Regions from separate parts of the Danio rerio genome. Here region 2 is linked to region 1. The links are chromatin contacts, called in public Micro-C maps. All regions are on one chromosome and are shown on one strand. The core of a region is the stretch at or near the end of the contact, and the rest is flanking DNA. Distances in the headings are between cores, read along the strand shown.

Region 1 (6,307 bases), core at 3,274-5,773:
CAGTTTAACAGATCTACCTTCTGCCACTTTTCCAAATGATCAACTAGAAGTTATTATTTGTTGCTCTTACAACTGGGATGGAAGACTTTTGTTTGGTATTATATATTTACTTGATCTATTCATGTACATTTGGGGTCATTGTGGGTCATCATCTTAGTTTATTTCCTGGATCAGCGATCGACTTATTAAAATGTTAATGTGTTGATGTTTGTTTGATTCTACAAAAGGTATGAGAACATAAAGATTGTAAAGTTTGCTGATTTTTTAAATAAAACTGTTGAGAATTAGAAATGTTTTCTTTTGTAGTGATTATTTTTGGTTATCCCACCAACTATTGATCTGATCTGAAATTAGTACTATGTTGACTAAAGAATAATATAAATATGGCAGCATTTTGTTATTTTTTTATGAAATAAAACATTTTCTGACATTTTAAATATAAACATATTTAAAATATTATTATTATATAATAAAATATATAATATTTTGAGCGGTAAAAATTCACCAATTCAATTATTCAACAACACTACGAGCTTTTGAGGTGAACTTAAACCTATTGAAAAAAAATAGTGAGTGTGTGTATGTGTGTGTAAGAGAGAGACACTGAGATGATAACTTGGTGTAAATTTAAGTTATAGCTCCATTCTTGACCCCGAGGGATTTTCAGACCTCTAGTTTCAACCCTTGCCTTAGGCGCAACACAAATAAATACAAGTTCAAGAAGACACGCAGACTCCTGTAGACTACAGTACGATTTCACAAACACAACATAAATACATAAATAACCCAGATTCCAATTCTCCACGGCTTCAACCCCTCCATACACACATCTACACATGAACATAAAGCACATAGTGCACAGTTCAATATACAGGTACACAAGTTTCAACAGACATATTCACATCCCCAGGCACTATTTCGAAAGGTACTTGAGCATATATACACATAAATTCAACATGATCATCTAATGATCTTTTTTGGGGAGTCAATGCTCGCTATAAATCTGACCGGGTGTATATTTTAATGGGATTCTCCCTATAGATCATGCCAGTGTCACTGTGTGTGGGCAAGAGCACATGGGTTGAAGCTGTAATATGTTCTGCTGGCCGCTGTCCATAACCATAGTGTGTGGGTGCTCGCAAAATATGTATCTCTTACAACTATAAACATGTTTGCAAAACATTGTGCTTGAGAAGATGGGAAATGATGAAAGAGATGGCCTTTCTTTATCTCCCCATCTGACCAACGGCGCTGTTGTTTTCTTATGGGTCGTGCTCCGCAAAAGACCTCTGACAGGAAGCGATTAGGCTGTTGTTTGTGCGTTGTTTGTACTTCCTGTTTTGATCTGAATGGAGTGAACGCACTTTACAATGCCTCAATGAGCCAAAGCAGGCACAGACATGTTAGGAAGCTGACATAAATCACTTTAGCTTTGAAACTGAGACGATAGCATCATCTAAACATGAGCTTTGTCTGTTTTGTTTGTGCTGCCGCTGTACTGGACTTCCAGACAATGTAGATGATGATAAGGTCTAAAGGAAGAAAAAAAAAAAAAGCTTTAATGCTGCAAACTTTTCTGTTGATGTTTTATAGGAGAAGAAATTCCATAAATGATATGTAAACAGTGAACAAGCATGGTGAAAAGCATTGGGATTTGATAACAGCAGCCTTCAAAGCGCGCAGCTGTAAAAACGGCATACAAGCAGCTTCAGTTTCCTCAACACATGCCTGAGCTCACCATATACAAACATAAAGTACTGAAAGACAATCCAAAGTTGGGAACAACTGTTTACTAGCATATGGTAAGAAGATGGATGGCCAGCAACGACCGATTGCTTATGCTGGAAATATCTTGGAAATTAACAAAATATGAACTTTTCAGGAGCAGTTCAGGCATTATGTTTCTATGGGAATGGTATAGCAGTTGGCTAAACACAACCTTAAAGAGATAGCTTACCCAAAATTCAGCCATCATTTACTTACCATTGACTTGTTCCAAACTAATGTTTTTTGTTCTGTTGAATATAAAATAAAAAAGAGACCGCAAAATATATACCCAGAGGTACATCTCTCTGCATTTTATCTGTAAAACAAATACTATAGGGTGGTATGACGCCGCTGACAGCGTTTTATTTTATTTGTTACTACTGCTGACCGCTTACCTCCGTATGGACGGCTTTTCTGGTGTTATATGCTAGCCACTTATGCCAATAGACTTGGGACGTGGAGTGGAGTGGACCATGACGGCAGGGTTCGAGTCTGACGAAGAATAGTTCCAGAAACCAGATAAAGCAAAAGCTTTAAAAAAAAAAAAAAAAAAAAAAACAGGCTAAAAATGTGATAAAATCTGAAAATTTGGTAAAATCACATAGCTAGGGCGGCTTTTTTTTCCAGATTGCTTTTGAAAACATTAAGTCAGTCAGTCAACATCAAGCTGGTCAACTGAAATGCATATTGTGGCCTTTGCTGAATTTAAATGTGAAAAAGGCATTTTTTCATGACAGAAATTTGAGATCAATAAAAATGTACACAGCGGCTGCTTTTGGATATGTGGAACCAAAACTGCAAGCAGATGTAGCTCTGGGTACATATTTCGATGTCTCCAGAAATGCAGACCTGGGTGCGTATCCACAATGAGCCTGGAAATGTTGTTTCTTTGCATTTAAAAAAATAAAAAATAAATTAAATCTACAACAACATTTCTAAAGATTAGCATGTACTGCGTATGCCAGACGAGTATTTGGTGCGGTCACTTGGTTAGGAAACAGTACCATTAGGGTGTTTTACATGCCTGGAAAAAGATGCATTTTCAAAAACTCCCACTTTGAAACTCATTTTCAAATTTATGCATTTGTCAGTTCCAAAAACAATATCGTCATGTAAATCAGTGGTCCTCAACCACCGGGCCACGGACCAGTACAGGTCCGTGGATCAATTGGTACCGGGCTGTAAAATAAATCATTAATTATTTATGTTGTATTTATTATCTGAGTCTGAATTATTTTTTATTTTGAAAAATCTTTTATTTTGATAATGGCCGTATTCTCTCGCTTACATCTCGATCCCCTGAGTGCCCAAATTGAACCCACAAGAAGCAAAATAAGTAAGAAACAGAAATCTTTGAAAGGATTTTTTGCTAGTGGGAAAAGGCACAGCGAAGGACCCTCAAACTATCAAGGAATGGATCTGCAATCCATTTGTCAACAAATCAGGGGAACAACTATTATTGTGCAGGAGGATCGACTGTTGAGTTTGTGCAATTTCGTTATTTCCAATGGAGGTGTGCACACGCAAAAGGCGTGACACGCTGACACCTTCTAGATGCACCCAGCCAAAATTCATGCCGCGAGTGCACTGCGAGTCATGTGACAAGAACTGACTGATCCCCTTCAGCTTGTATGGAATATACACATTTCTGTAGACTATTATCTCAGACAAACACAGAACACCCCAACACTGCAGTGCTTTGTATAGTTTTCTCCATAAACAAAACTTGTATCAGAGTGACAGCAAAGCTTTATCAGCTTGTCGTCCTCTGAAAAAAAAACAATTAATGGTCGCCTAGCAACCTACAAACAACCACCCCACCCTGGTCCATGATAAAATTGTCAAGCATTGATTGATCCACACTGATAAAAAGGTTGGGGACCACTGGCAGAAGTCTGTATTGTCATTCCACAAAGTTAATCTGGAACTAGTGCTCCACACAATACAAACTATAAACAAAGCAGCTATTTGCCCCCTTTTCACAGTACTTCTATGGTTTGCTCATGCCAATACGTCTGAAAATCTGATAATGCATACTGTTTGCAAAAATTTTTTTGTGTTTCCTCTTGACTTGCATTGTTTGCTTGGTTTCGTCAATTCAGATTTTGGTCTCGCGCTCTGATTTGTAGCAACAGCCAATCAGAGTGCTCTTTCACTGACGACCAACGGAAATTCTGCAGGCTGAATTGGGCAAACTCATTCCAATGTTAACCCAACGAGAGGCAACACACTAACAAAAATAGCCTGACAGCTCAACAGCTAAATCCACTTAAAAAAAATAAATAAATAAATAATAAAAATTTACTTATAAAGACCATCACCTTACTGGCATGCTGTAACTGTAACCTATAGAAAAATCACAAATTATCCCTACCACCATTACTATTATTTAGACAGCAACACTCTGTCTGGAAGACTGTGACACTTAATTGTTTTTTATAATAATAAATACGCATAAAAAAGAGAAATGTACAATTGAGAAAGTGGATGTCAGCAGGATTATCACAGGCGTACGTTCTGTGATTGACAGGATTATGATAAGTATGCTCCTCCCAAGCTTCATTTAGAATTCTATTTAGCTTGAATCAGTTCCTCTTCCCGTTCCCATCCTCTTTTCTTACTGTCTTTTTTAATGCTTACAAAAGAACCTGTAAATCCCCCTCCTCCCTGCATTTTTAGCATTGCCCTCAGACATGGCAGCATTTCATCAGCAAAGCAGAGGGGAAGAGCTGAAGGGTGTCTCCCTGTCTGAGAATACTGATGTGATCACCGATCATCACCGCGGCAGTCAGACTCAGCCTGAGGTCTGCAATCAGATACCAGACTCTTGAAAGCCCCAGTCAACTCGCTGACCACCTTCTCTATGGCTTCTGAATCCGATTAATGTGACAGTAGATATATTGATTGCATCAAAACTGTAGACAATAAATAGAGTAAGAGGTAAAGACAAGGTAAATGTTTCATTCTGCCATGTTTGATGCATGTTGGACAAAGTAAAAGTATTCACTGAACAAAAGCAGTTCGCTGAAATTAACCGTTCAGAATAAACATTTCACAGTGGCGGAAATGAGTCAGACGAGCAGTGCTGGTCTTTTCAACAAACATATGTGGTCTTGCTTTCTGATGACTTTTGTGGGGGATGGAACATACCTAATCAGGCCTTTTACAGAGTGTTGTCATTCAGCAGTTGACGGAAACTGTCCAGCTGGGGTCAAAAGCACCAAAGACCAAGTTATGTCTGTCAGAGGGTACTTACTGAGAAACTCATTAAGGCCATATGTGACACAGCTTCTTGGACAACAAATAAATCCAACTCAAAGACAGAAATGAATCTGAGAATATGTTGGGGGCTTTAGTGATCACAATGAATATGGCGTAATTGCATTGACCCATATTATAATTATAAATAGGGAAAAGAGAGTTTAAAGGTACACACCAATATGAAAATTCTTATCATTTATGCAAGCCTATGTATGGGGTTTAGTGTTTGTTCACTGACTTTAATTAAATGATCCCAAAAATACACACAAACTATATTCAGTTCAGAACAGTTTCCAGTTGAAATACACTAGCAGCATTTCAACATTTATTTATTTTCTAGTCTACACTACCTGACAAAAGTCTTGTTGCCTATCCAAATTTTAGGAACAACAAATAATAATTTGAATTTAAGTTGATTATTTGGCATCAGAAGTGGCAAATAATGAAAGGCATGAAAAGCAAAGGCCACTAGATTACACTTATTTTATAAAAGTAAAATATGACCATGCCTTAATTTTTAATTATTTAATTAGAACAGTAAGGACTGACTTAGACAAAAGTCTTGTCACTGAACAGAAAAATTGCACAGTGTATATATTGTGTATGACTCATGAGGTTGAACAATTGCATCCATACATCTCTGCAATGACTCACATAACTGATTAATAAAGTCATCTGGAATGGCAAAGAAAGCGCTATTGCAGGACTCCCAGAGTTCATCAAGATTCTTTGGATTCATTTTCAATGCCTTCTCCATCTTACCCCAGACATGCTCAATGAGGTTCATGTCTGGTGACTGGAATGGCCAATCCTGGAGCATCTTGATCTTCTTTGCTTTTAGAAACTTTGATATGGAGGCAGAAGTATAAAAAGGAGTGCTATCCTGCTGAAGAATTTGCCCTCTCCCGTAGTTTGTCATGTAACGGGCAGCACAAATGTCTTAATACTGTTGAAGTTGCAGACTGTTGAAGTTGCCATACACTGCAGATCTCACCCCAACCCCAAACCATGATTTTTCCTTCAACAAACTTGACTGACTTCTGTGAAAATCTTGTATGTCAGAATTGCATTCACTCATGTTTAGTTTTGGAATCTATGACTGGACAAATTCCTTTAAATGTGTCACAAAACGTGCAAGAAACAACATATATTTTGCAGACAGTAATGTTGCCATAAGTATAGTTTTACAAAACATTTTTAAAACACTCTTTTTGAGCCTTCCCCTGGATTTTAAATCACTCCAACCTTTGAAAAATCCATTCTGGAATGTCCCACATTG
Region 2 (6,942 bases), core at 464-2,963, 210 kb after region 1:
GTCTGTATGAAACATCAAATTATAAGAACAAAGCCATTTCATCTCTCAGATTTTATAATTATGGATGTGTGTGCAGATTTCATTAACTGTCTGCGCTCATCTATGCACTAATGCAGAAAATACTGATTTAATACAGTGTGATGCCTGTTAAATCAATTTCCATCACTTTTTTGGTATGCTTTTGGCACAACACCAGGCCTTGGTTAGACCTTGTACCTGTTAGTTTTATTAGAACAGCAATTCTACTGTGCAAAATGGGTTATTCTAATTCCTGTAATTTCAAATGTATAAAAATAGCTCTCAAAAACAATCAACACCTTCAAGAGTTGTTAAGAGGAATTTTTCCACACAAAAACTGAAGAAAAAGCAACATTGTTTGTCCTCTGTAGACTCACCCCTCCTTCCGTCGGGCTTGCAACCCATTTCAATTCTCCTTGCACAGTTCTCGAGTCCAGCAGTGTCACTGTGGAAAGACAAAATGCTATGAGTCACTGAAAATGGATCATCAACCTCTTTATGACTAGATCAAACTACCTTGTAAGTCATCAAAACTTGTTTCTGCCGCTACGCTTTTGTTCCTAACTGCACAGTTATTAAACTCTCCATTTTCTCAAAGCACACTGATTAAGGGTCACAAAGAATCTATCTATTGGTTATGGTTAAATAATACAGAACATTTGGCTTAAGTATGCATTTTAAAGATTCTGATTATGGCATGATTGTGTATTGTTTAAATCAGCATCCTAAGTTGGCTATTGTCCAAGCTAAATTAGGTCTTTTGAGACAGTAAAATAATAAGTGTGATGAATGTAAAGATTATATTAAAATTACTGTTCATTTGAGCTTTTAAATTAGTGATATATATATATATATATATATATATATATATATATATATATATATATATATATATATATATATATATATATATATATATATATATAGCAAATTCCAAAACAAAGCCTTACGATTGAAGTATTTAAAGCATGCGAGTTCAACTGAGACTTTAGGTTTTTACAAATTGTATTGGAACGCTGAAATCATTTGTCCGTCCGCGTTTTTTGTAGATTCGCGCATTTAATGTAAATAAATGTAATAATTGACAGGAGAATTGTGGACTATTTTCAATTCTGGTAATCCCTGCATATATCACGAAACAAAAATAAATTAATAAATAAATAAAAAGAAACTTCCAACAAAATTGGAAATCGGTCGAAGCACAAGCAGTGTTTACTCCCAATTAGTGTCCGAGTTTAAACTTCTTTTGAAGAAGAAGAAGAAGTAGAAGAAGAAGAAGAAACGGCTCAGCTTTCCATTTGATCTGCGGGTTTTGGGAACCGCAGACACTTGGAGATACCCAAAGGGACTTTCGGAGAAAAAAAACGTTATATAATTCCTTTTCGCTGGTGAGATAAAGTGTCGAAATGAATAAAACAAATGGCAGTCATAGCGCTGTGCCACTCTCGGTCCCAAGTGGCATACCAAACAACAACAAAACATAACTCTTGTTGAAATTTCCTTGGGTTTTGGTAAATCCTTACCTTCATTAGGAGGGTAGACCCGTGCGGTTAATGCGAAAGTCGGTATCCAGATTATTAGCGCAAAAGTCGCTGTGAACACAAGCGCAGCCATTGGTGTCATTTCGTGTGCGTCTCCTCCGCTCCGCGCGCGGACCGAAGTTGCGTCTGTCCCGGTGGAATTAGCGTTTGAGAGTGATGCACGCAGCGCTGCTGAACACCGCCGAGGGGCGGATCTTTACTGCCTGACGTGCCTGTCACAGCGAGACACCAAAAGTCAACAGTCCATCCATTCGGGTAAATAGCCAGCCCATTTTTCAGGTATATGATAATTGAAAGAATTGTATAAAAATAAAAAGTCCTTCTTTCAATCTATTGCGCAATCATAAAACAACTCAGCTCGCCTGTGTGTGAGAATGCAGAGCGTGCGCGCGTTAAGGAGAACGCGCCAGAAAATACATAAAGGAAGAGAAAGGGGCTGCTTTTACCAGCCGATCATAGTTCATAATATATGGGTAATACCATGGTCAAAATTATTATAGCGGTACACGTCATGCAAAAACTGTATGAAGCGCGCAAGTCATTAAAGTTGAGTCGAACAGCTTTATAACGGGAAGAGCAAGTGCGCCGTCTAGTGTTTGCTATTTATCCATCTAATTCACGGCGCTCAATAAAAAAAATCAGTTTCTAAACTTTCTAGGTCGTGCTTAAATACTTTTATCACAGTGCTAATAGGCAGGTCATTAGGAGGAAACTGTACACATTTAAACATTTAATGAATAATTAAACACTTACATAACAGAGTGGAATTATATTTGAAAACGCATGACTGTTTGCTTATTCTGATATAATTATTTGACTATTCCTATACTGCAGTGTTTTTGTGCTACAGTTTGAGACAAAAGTCTGACTCGTCATCGCAAATCTGATCATTTCTAAATGATTCAAAACTTTCATATCATTCAGCATTGCTGTGCGGCACAACAATAAAACCTAACGTGGACGCATATTTTATCACCTTATTGATATGGATCATGTAGCATATTTTTTTTTATTTTTTTTCCGATTACGTTGTATTGATACGTTTGTTGTGTGAATAAGCATCAGTCAGGCCGACTGAGCCCTCAACGACTTTTTCAAAACCCGTTTTGTGAACTGCGTCAACTTCTTAAAAAGCATCAAAAGAGAGATTCATCCGCGCATCGAGCACTGCTGTTACTACAAAGCCTAAAAGTTATTAAATGTTAGGATGAGACCCTTTATGCCTTTATCAACTGGACGCCTACACTCCACGACCTCATCCTGCCCCTGTCAATCAAGCGTTTCATGACGCCCACAGAGTTAGAGTTGCGCACCAAATGCGTCTTTTCCATCCTAGAATTCCATCAATAGCAGCAGATGCGCCGATTTCGCTTCCCGCTTTGTACCGTACTTGCTTGCGCCCACCTGACGAGCCAATCCACATCCTGTAAAGGGTGTCGGGTTGACTGTGTGCTGACAACTTTGACAACAGCGTGTTTGCATATGGATGGGTCGCAAGGGAGAGCAACAGACTTGAGCTATTGGGATCCGCCCTCGAGGCTGATGGATCTGAAAGAGACAAGGCAAAGTTTATACTTTAACATTAACAGTTGTGGCAGCACTTCATTGTTGTGTCACTAGAAGATAAATGTTCATGCTGGAATAAAGTGAACTGTTTTTGCTTACATAAATTATTATGTAAAGCATAAGCTGCAAACGAAACGGTGTAGTTCCATACTATTATATAGGCAAAAACAATATACATGACAACATACATATTTTTGAATTCAAGAAGCAGACTAAAAACACAACATGGTGAATGTAGTGGAGATTACATTTATACTTCACATATTTTTATTCAGAATGTAATGTGTGCACAAAGTATTTATTTATTTGAAATGCTTCATTGGTTATATCCACAGTATGCAATACTGTATGTATGGCATTATGACCATTTTTGAAAGTAAATATTTAAATAAATCCCAATATAAAAATCCCATATGCTTGTCCTTTGTGTAGTCTTGATAAATTAAAATATCATTAATCATTAAAGCCTCAAACACAATTTGTGGACTAATTACCATCTTTCCATTTCTTATGTACATACCTTTAAATAAAAGTTGACAACAATTTAAACTAAAAACAAAAGTTTTATTAGTTTCGGCCAAACTACTTGCAGAATATTTTGGTTTTAAGGTTTTACAATGCTAAATTTGAAAACAATTATAGTCTCTATGTGCAGTACAAAACATGAAGTGTGTCCTGAATCTCATTGTAATGCACTGCTCTATGCCATTTTGTAATATAACTAGGTAGTGCGTTCATACTGAAAACTCTAAAAGAAACAAGTGCACTAAATATGGATGATGTGTAGGTGCTATAGTGCATAAGTGCATAGTGTGTCTTTGGAATGCAACGACATGATTTTGTGAAAATTGTGCATAAGTGCATATCACCAAAAGTTCATATTTTATGCTTAGTCAAAAATCTTGTGCAAGGTGTAAGTACTTGGCAACCTTTATGAGACAGTTTTTTCTGTACATTGATGTTACCAATTACTGGTCTGGCATGTGTAAGGCAGTGTTTTTCGTTAATCTGTTTTTTTTTTTGTTTTTTTTTTTTGAAGTTTTTATGAGAATAGTGTTCATTTTTGAAAATTTGTTTACTTGTAACAATTCAAAAATGCAAATTAAATCTTTTACATTTTTAGCACATCATTATGTAAACATACTCTGAGTTCTGGAATTGAGCATTTCATTGCATTCAAATTAGCTCAGTGGTTAAGAATAATAACTATCAGCTTGGGATCATCTCCATACTTTCCTCTCAAGATCTGGAAAAAGTCATAGATGCTCTTATTACATCTCACCTAGACTATTGTAATTCCTTTGGTCTCCCTCAATCTTCATTGGCACGTTGCAGTTGGTTCAAAATGCGGAAGCGAGACTTTTAACAGGTACCAAAAAGCATGCTCATATTTCACCAGTTTTAGCAGCCCTCCATTGGCTTCCTGTAATTTTAGAATTCAGTTCAAGATTTTACTTTTGGTTAATAAAGCACTACAATTATGCCACGACATAACCTTAAAGGAGATAGAGCCTTTGCAGTCGCTGCTGCACGTTTGTGGAACCAGCTGCCACCGGACATTACAAGTTCTTCTTCTCCCTCTATTTTTAAGCCCAGACTTAAGACACATTTTATTCTATCACCTTCCTGGCTTGTAATCTTTATTGTACATTGTTGTTGTCATATCATTATTATTATTAATATTACGTTCATTGTTATTTCACTGTTTTAGATTGTGTGTTATGGTTTTGTTCAGCACTTTGGTCAGTGCCAAACTAAAGTTAAATGTGCTTTATAAACAAATTTTATTTACTACATAATTACACTCAGAAAAGAAATGGGAAAAACAGCTTGTGTTAAATATTTTGTGATTTTGCACATTTTCTGAAGACTTTCTGAACATCTGCTAAACAATAAACAAAACTTATTAGTTTCAAAATCCATTTTCTACTATGCTAATGAAAAGTTCAAGTTTCTAAAATGTGTTTATTATTATTTACCCAAGTGTAGGGTAAAATATGTGACTTTAGTTTTAGTTTGTTTGTCTTTTGGTTTCTTTTGATTAGTTGACGTCTTGAAAACCGTTCCACCGCCTTCTCCAACTTTAACATTCAAGATTCGTCTGACCACAGCAACAGTTTCCTGTTTACGTATAGTAAGAGCTACGTTTTTGTTCTTTTCCATATGCGTGTTTGGGGGCCTCTCTGGGATCTCTCGTTTTTTAATAGCATTAGGCTGAGGAGCAGGTGACGTCCGGGACTTAGTCTCTAGGGCCACGATCGAAGCGCTTTGTGCCGAGGCCGTTGCTCAGGCGAAACCATCTCGCCTGACATAATGAAGTCGGGCGGAGCATCTGGCGTTTCGAGATGGGCGCCCAACATCGATTGTCACTCAGCTTGACCAAAAGAATGGCGTTTTATTTTCTCGATCTACACGAGAGACTGCGCAATCATAAAGGCGCAATTAGTTGGAGAAGGGGCGGTGCACGTTGAGTGCTCTCCACCAATCGCTTCTGCTTATATCAGGCGAAGGCCTATTGATTGCGTTTTGCCCGGTGGGCGGAGAATCGCCACAGCCAGGGGTGTGTTTGTGCAAGGCTTTGCTCTGGGCCCTTGTGTTTGGTCATTTGTGTCACCGTTTTTTTTGATTGATTACCGTCAGATCATTTTCCATTCTCTTGCTGGATTCTCAGGTCTCCTGACTGAATTCCCTGAACGGCGCCCCCACACTCGGTTTTGTTCTCCGAGCCCCAGATGGCATCTGCCCACACATCTGTATTGTGCGACGCTAACAGAGGCCTCCAGACAGAGTGCACCAGGGACCCCCAAGGGACACGGTGCAGTCTGTAATTGCCAACTTCGAGGAAGACAAGGCTCTTCTACTTTCTGTACGCTCACATTCTGGCTTCTTTCTTTCCAAATAACGTACATTAACCTCTAACGGAACTCCGCTTTAATGCGTACATCCTGTGCACATACAAACACTGAACCCGTGATGGATTAGTTAAAACGTAGTAGAGGAGATGAATGCAAGCTGGCCGAATTAAAAGAACAGGCTCAGCAGTCTGAAGAAGCGTGTGGGTGTTTGTGATAGAGAAACAAAGGAGAGCTTTTGGCTGTTCAGTTTTTTTCTTCTTTAAAACACAGCACAGACTGTGTTATTTCACCCTCAGCTCGATTGAGATGTGACCGAATCCAATAAAATAGGAGATTGATTGGTTTTCAGTCCTAGATAAAGATGTACGCTTACTAGATGTTTCTATAGCCTTTCAAAGGAACCAAATGAGGAGAGAAGTTCCTTTGTTAGGACGCGTCTGTCTTTCAGCAAATCCAAAAAGACCTTGCTGAGGTTTTTGCATGAAATCCTCTTTCTCCTTCTGATAAAGATGAGGAATGACTCATGGTCTCCCTTTCTCCGTCTCTATACATGAAGACCTTTTTTTGTGTGTGTGTTCGAGATAGAGTCCCGTTCCCCCTCGAGTGTGTGAATGGATTCCAGACTCTGCAAATCAAACACAAAGCTATCAGACCAGCTCTGTGTTCTCAAGCACTCATCCCCATCTAGAGGAGAAATCAATGGATAGCGTAAGAGCTCCTAATCATGGGCAGAGGAGAGTCCCTGATGTTTTCCAACGAGTACAGCATCAGATACCTAACAATCAATGTATCAGACACTCAGATTGGAGTTCGGACAGTTTTTATGTAAATGTTACTTACGTAGGAAATGGCATTGGTATTCTCTGGAATCTGTTTTCAAGATTAGGTTCCACATGTCCACTTATTTTCCCTGCATGGGTTCAGTTGAGGGATCTGGGTTTCCAATGGCCAATACTGATATC

Evidence for each region. A called contact is a pair of places that touch in the nucleus more often than the background predicts.
Region 2: a contact with region 1 is called in a Micro-C map of caudal fin, with 2.4 times the contacts expected there. The contact joins the promoter of epha4a here to the enhancer-like site in region 1. A contact is called at or near these places in 3 of 18 Hi-C or Micro-C datasets (caudal fin, embryo and an unstated tissue) and 1 of 4 datasets of contacts at active chromatin or transcription factors (gastrula embryo).

The regions. Positions count from the first base shown.
Region 1 is chr2:42,954,023-42,960,329 of GRCz12tu, forward strand. No RefSeq gene overlaps it. Among named protein-coding and RNA genes, the nearest start is that of slc25a36a, 170 kb to the left of the region's middle. Within about 2 kb of position 4,524, at least 8 of the 62 cell types and tissues checked have an H3K27ac peak or open chromatin away from gene starts, as enhancers often do.
Region 2 is chr2:43,162,872-43,169,813 of GRCz12tu, forward strand. epha4a (eph receptor A4a) reads right to left here and starts at 1,714. Exons shown (of 17, transcript NM_001365171.1): 1 at 1,542-1,714; 2 at 396-463. The coding sequence starts at 1,641. It also overlaps a transcript of si:ch211-122l24.6 not described here.